2 separate regions of the Mus musculus genome follow, and region 1 is linked to region 2. A link is a contact called in public promoter capture Hi-C data. All regions are on one chromosome and are shown on one strand. Each heading gives the region's core, a stretch centred on a gene start, on an enhancer-like site or on the middle of the called end of the contact. The rest is flanking DNA. Distances are from core to core; before and after follow the strand shown. Region 1 overlaps Gm33655 (a long non-coding RNA gene). Region 2 overlaps Gm33655 (a long non-coding RNA gene).

Region 1 (2,767 bases), core at 140-2,639, 120 kb before region 2:
TCAGAGCTGCCAGTCACCAACAAACCTCCTGGTCCCCAGGGACTTGTCTCTACTAGGGGTTCATACAACCCAGACCTTCTCTTGCTTCTTTAGGGTATGGTGTGTGAGGCTCTGAGTCTCTCCTGTCTCCTTTACACAGAGGCCAGTAAATATCTAGATCTCTCCTCTTCCTTTCTGGGAAGAGAGCCCATGAAGAGACTAGGAGCATGAAAAATTAATTTAGAGTTTAAGTAGTGCCTGTTTTAAAATCCTCCAGTGTCTAGAAGAGCAAATTCCTCCTCAACTGCCCCCTGCCAGGGCTGCAGTGGCCCCAGCACCCTGATACTCCTATGGCCAGGCAGAAGACTGATCAAAGGACATTCCTTCCTTGTCCCCAGATGCCCACACTTCCAGAGTCCTTTCTACTCTTCCTCTTTTCCCTCCTAGTCAATGGACAGTACATTAGGTGACTGTGGTTTGAACCATGGCCCAGGTGTGACGGGGTCATTCCAAACCTCAAGTGCAGGACAGACCTCTTGCTCAAGAACAGGCCCGCAGAAAATGCCAATGTCCCCGTTTCTCATGTTTTCCTGGATAAATCCACTTTCTCCTCCAAAAACCCAGAGCTAAGCCCTCTCCTCAGGGAAGACTTTCCTCCCCAGCCTCTGCTGAGCTTGAAGATGAAGTGGCCTCCCACCCCTTCTATCCCCTCATGGTGGACTGCAGGGCAGGATGGAGCCACCTCTAAGCCTGGATAAAGGTGAATTCCAACAGTTGGGAGAGGTTATTTTTGGAGCTGACACAAATGGTGAATGAAGCGCCCCGAGCCTTCCAGGCAGTCTTTGCTTTGTGCTGCAAGGCCCAAAACTAACATTTTCATAATAATTTTCCAGTATCAAAGTGATAGTTTTGATTCAAGACAGCTGGAGCCTGCAGAACTGTGTGGCAGCCTCTCCAGCCCTGGAGCCAAACATGTGCCGCCTTCTCTATTTTAACACCTTTGATAATCATCGAAAAATGAATGGCCCTAGCACTTTTCACAGCTCCCTGACCAGAAGAGTCGCCCCTGGAAAGAGAGCATTGGGTGTCTGTTTTCCTTCTGTGGTGCCCTGAGCCCAGGGCTTAGTCCTCTCCGCCTCCCTTTCTACATTCCATTAGTGATGTCTGATGAAGAATCTAGCCTTTCTGCTACTATTAAAATGAGGGGAGCCCAAGAAACACAGAAACTCAATATCATGGAAAACTGATATAATCTTTTCAAAACTGTAAAGATTGCTCACCCTAAGGAACATCTGCACAGAAAAAGAAAAAGGCTTTAAACAAACTGGAACAGGGTCGAGTAGCTTGTAAAGGCAGGAGTGCTGGAGAGATGGCTGGCTTGTTCATGGCCTGCTGTCACTCTGAAGGAGAAAGGCCATCTCCGAGGAGCCAGTTCCCTCACTGAGAGCTCCTGCCATCTGGAACTCATTGCAGGATGGAATACTGAGGTTTGTAAAAAGAAACCTGGGCTCACGATAATTGTTCCTTAAATCATTAATACAGCCTGAGTTCCAGATGGAGAAAGAGGAGACAGCAGGGACAGGCTAGGGACCTGTCAGAGTCCATGCCCAGCCCACTGCCATATACTTTGGGAGCTGCAGCTACCTTCTCCCAGGTAACAGCTTTGGCACAGACTCCAGACATCCCCCAGCCTGCGCTGCAGTAACGTTGTTATCTTCAGGAACCTCTTCTGGCCTTTAGTGCCTCCTGAACTCTTGGGCTGGGCATGGCTGATGCTTGAGATCTAAGCTCCTAGCACCTTGGGAGTTGAAGTGTCAAGAATGGCCTCTGCCACACTTGGGAGTCCTCCAGTGATTGAGAGTAAGAAACGTGGGCCACGCACACTTAGGACAGAGCCAACATGGGCCAAGGTGAAGCCAGTGTGTTTCACAGATATGTGAAGGTTGGCCTTCTGATAATTGTTCCTTAAATCATTAATACACCTTAGTATCAGATGGAGAAAGAAGGGACAGCAGTGTCAGGTGAGGGACCATCCAGGCCTAGCCTGCTGCAATCTACATAGATATGGTAAACATGGAGAGGGTTTTAAGATGGAAGAGGCTGGTGTGAGCCAATCACAGGTCCTTGGAATAACACAGCTGCAGTTCTGACATCCTGTCTGTGAAGCCTGGAATCTGAGCTCCCCTGAGACACAACGCTGGCAACTGCTTTCTGCTGCTTACTCCCTGGCAGGGGGAGTCTGAGGAGCTGATCCATTTCTGCCCCTGATCTACTGACAAACTAAACTAAATAGGGTACTGTGGACCCTGAGGTACTAAGAGAACACCAGCACCTCCAAGGACTTCGGGGCCTTAGAATAGCAAGGAGACCCTTTCTCCAGAACACTGAACACCTCTGGGTGGAGTCCCTGCTCCAGGCAGCTGGAAGGGATCACATGGGCCGATGCCCTTGTCCCCACTATGCCTTCTCTTCTATTGCTGTAGGGACTGTGGCAGGCCTCTCTGCTTCTGATCATGACTCTAACCCCAGCCTCCCCCTCTCTTGCCATGCAATCCAGAAGCTGCCACACACCCTGGCCACCTTAACACGTCTCAGGATCTGAGACCCCAAACATCCCAATTCCAATCAGGTTCTGAATTCACAGGCACTGGTTGTTGTACAAGTTCCTCATCTTTCGGGACAACAGTGCCATCCACTTGGTGTACAGCCCCACGGTGCTCATCGGGATGGCCTTCTTTCTTTCTCTCCCTCCTTCCCACACTGAGTCCTCACAGCCCGAAGCTCTCAT
Region 2 (2,870 bases), core at 310-2,809:
CAGGAGGTGGTGTGAATTAACTAACCTCTGTGTTAAGGACTTTGCCTGTGTCCAGAGTTATGGGCCAGAATGGGGAGGAAGTCTCCGAAGGGACTCTAACCATTAATTTGCTATCCCAACTGTATGCTAAAACCCCCAGGGCTACAAGGGCTTAAGACAAGAGTCTATCTGATTCCCACATCACAGATAAGAACTACACTCTTTGCAGAGATGACAAATCAGGAGATCAGAGAGTTTAGGTAGCTTTACTAAGTCACACAATGATGAACCAGGGTGTCCCTCTATATTTGCTGACACCCACTCCCAAGTTCATTAATATATACAGCAAGTTCATTAATATATACAGCAAGAGCTCTGATAGAGAAAAGGTGAGTACTATGTCCCTGCCTCTCCCAGACCCTCCCTTTAGACCATAAAGTCTTCCGCACACCAACACACTCACCCCAGTGCACACAGCAGGTAGTCAGTGGCTGGGAGGCTGCAGCAGGAGGCTTCTTGCTCAGAAGAGGGACCCTAGGCTTACCTCCACCGTCGCCCTTTCGGTGGGACGGGGTGGGGGAGGGGAGGAGGAGCCCCTGTGTCATTTTCAGCAGCAGTCAGCAGAGCCTTACAAAGTGCAAGATGGCTTTTTTAGCCCAGCATAAGGATCTAGTTAAAAACCAATAAATCAGCAGTGAAATGTGCATAGCAGCCTTCTCCGTAAAATCAACATGGCTTGTGCCTCTGCAGGGAGCCTTCTGACTGCCGGCTGAAGCCTGGGTCGCGGGCAGAGCTCTCCTCTGTCCCGCAAAAGTCTCAGAGAAAGAGAGAGAGAGGCGGAGAGGGAGGGAGGGAGGGAGGGAGGGAGGGAGGGAGGGAGGGAGGGAGGGAGGGAGGGAGGGAGGGAGGGAGGGAGGGAGGGAGGGAGGATGGATCTCTTCTGCCCCTAGAAAAGAATCAGGTAACCCGGAGCGCCGCCAAGGAGGTGCCTGGACTGGAGATCTGCAATCCCCAGACATAGACGTGCCAAAAAGGTGTGTGAGCAAGGCCCAGACTGCCCTTGGCCTCCTCCTCCCGACACGGAAAATCGAATTAGGAGACAGCCGGGCTGGGACTGGATGGGATGCGAGGGCCGAGAGTCTCCCCAGCACCGAATCCGACCGCCAGCTGCAGGGAGGGCACGGGATCCCTTGGTGCAGACAGCCCCCGATCCCTGCTTCCCCTCGGGTCGGTATTTAATATCTGTAAAACTGCCACTTGGACTGCCAAGGTAAACAGTGTCCCTGGCAGTTCAAAGGTGAGCGCGCCCCAGCGCTCTCCCTCGGGCCGCGCCGCCAGCTCCGCATCTGTGCACCCCGCGCCACGTCTCCCACGCACGCTCCAGATTTCTCATTAAAATCCGCGACTGTGTCAACAGCGCGGCCTGGGCTCCGGAGCTGGAAAAGCCATTTCGCCGCCCCACCCGGCCCCGCCAGGCCGCCGCCTCTGTGCTGCTCCCCAGCGGGTCCCTGGAGGGTCCCCGAGCACGGAGCGCTGTCGGGCCCGGGCCAGGCCACCCAGCGGCAGTGCGAGCCCACCCGGCCCCGGCCCAACAGGTGAGAGCGCTGGCGACGCTCGGGCCTCCTCTGGTGACTCGCACCCAGCATTCTCTGTCCTAAATCAGGGTTTCTTGCAGAATCTTCAAGACAGCTGCAGCCCCAGACACACCTGGCCAACTTGTTTGTTCCCTGGAACTCCAACTCCTTTTTGTCGTGCTGATCTACAGCAGAGTATTCGGCCCTTGCCAGCAATAAAATTTTCTTTACAGGAAAGGGTGCTGTAAAGAAGGGCCGGAACACCACTGCAGTAAGGCCAGACTTCAGAAAGGGAAATCTAACAGTTGCCAATGGAGTTGAGACCCAGCTCTGACACACAGGATGCTTGCATTGCTCCTTTAGGAAAGGTAGAGGCATTGAAAGCTGGAGAGATGGCTCCACACTTGCAGCCCCCAGAACTCACGTAGGACTATTCACACATGTACAGCTCCAGAGGTTCTGGCATCCTCTTCTGGCTTCTGTGAGCATCCATAAACAGATTCATACACACACACACACACACACACACACACACACACACACACACACACTAAAATTTAGAATGGGGGGGGGGCTGGAAGGATTCCTTAGTGGTTAAGAACACTGGGTCCTCTTCCAGGTGTCCTGGGTTCAATTTCCAGCACCCACTTGGCAGATCACAACCATCTATAACTCTATTACCACAGGATCTGATGCCCTCTTCTGGTCTCCCCAGGCTTCAGGCATGCATATGGTACACAGATACACATGCACATGGTGCACAGACATGCAAGCAAAACAATCACAAACATACAATAAGATAATTTTAAAAATAAATCTAAAGAAAACAGAGAATAATGGAAAGATAATGGCACTGCCCACCTCCTCCAGCTCCCGGGACTCAGAACGACTCCGCACAGTAGTTCTTCTTTCATCAGTCTATATTTATTTATTAAGGCCCTCTTGCACAGAGCCATGAAAGGAACAGCTGGTAGTCCAGGGAAAACAGGAAGCTGACGGTAGGTCATGGAAAGGAACTGGAGAGTGTTGACAGGATGCCTCAGACTAGGCCTTAGGGAAGGGAGATGTAGCAGAGGCTGAAAGACAGAGGACAGAGGCAGTGAAAGAAGCTTCCAGGACTTGAAGGGAGCCTGATAAGGAAGGAGCCCTGAGGGATGGCACAGGCACAGAGACAGAGGTGGGGCTGATGGAGGGGGTGTGAGCCTTTACAAGGCATGGAACTCTCCAGGAACACCAACTTCTAGTGCTTGGTGTTTATGTATGCTCACCAGAACACATATGGTTACTTATTTTCCTTTTGTTTTACAGGGGAAAGTG

What was found. Promoter capture Hi-C pulls out the DNA fragments that hold promoters and counts their contacts.
Region 1: a contact with region 2 is called in a promoter capture Hi-C map of cranial neural crest. The contact joins two enhancer-like sites. A contact is called at or near these places in 6 of 39 promoter capture datasets (cranial neural crest, embryonic stem cells, frontonasal cranial neural crest and 3 more), 1 of 484 Hi-C or Micro-C datasets (uterus), 1 of 115 datasets of contacts at active chromatin or transcription factors (stem cell-derived neural progenitor cells) and 1 of 9 other capture datasets (embryonic stem cells).

Annotation. Positions count from the first base shown.
Region 1 is chr4:114,719,447-114,722,213 of GRCm38.p6, forward strand. The region is part of intron 1 of Gm33655 (a long non-coding RNA gene); the gene reads right to left. Among named protein-coding and RNA genes, the nearest start is that of Gm12829, 40 kb to the left of the region's middle. Within about 2 kb of position 1,390, at least 8 of the 459 cell types and tissues checked have an H3K27ac peak or open chromatin away from gene starts, as enhancers often do.
Region 2 is chr4:114,842,127-114,844,996 of GRCm38.p6, forward strand. The region is part of intron 1 of Gm33655 (a long non-coding RNA gene); the gene reads right to left. It overlaps Gm12830 (predicted gene 12830), which reads left to right. Exons shown (of 4, transcript NR_033617.1): 3 at 2,862-2,870. It also overlaps the pseudogene Gm23230. Among named protein-coding and RNA genes, the nearest start is that of 9130410C08Rik, 19 kb to the left of the region's middle. Within about 2 kb of position 1,560, at least 45 of the 459 cell types and tissues checked have an H3K27ac peak or open chromatin away from gene starts, as enhancers often do.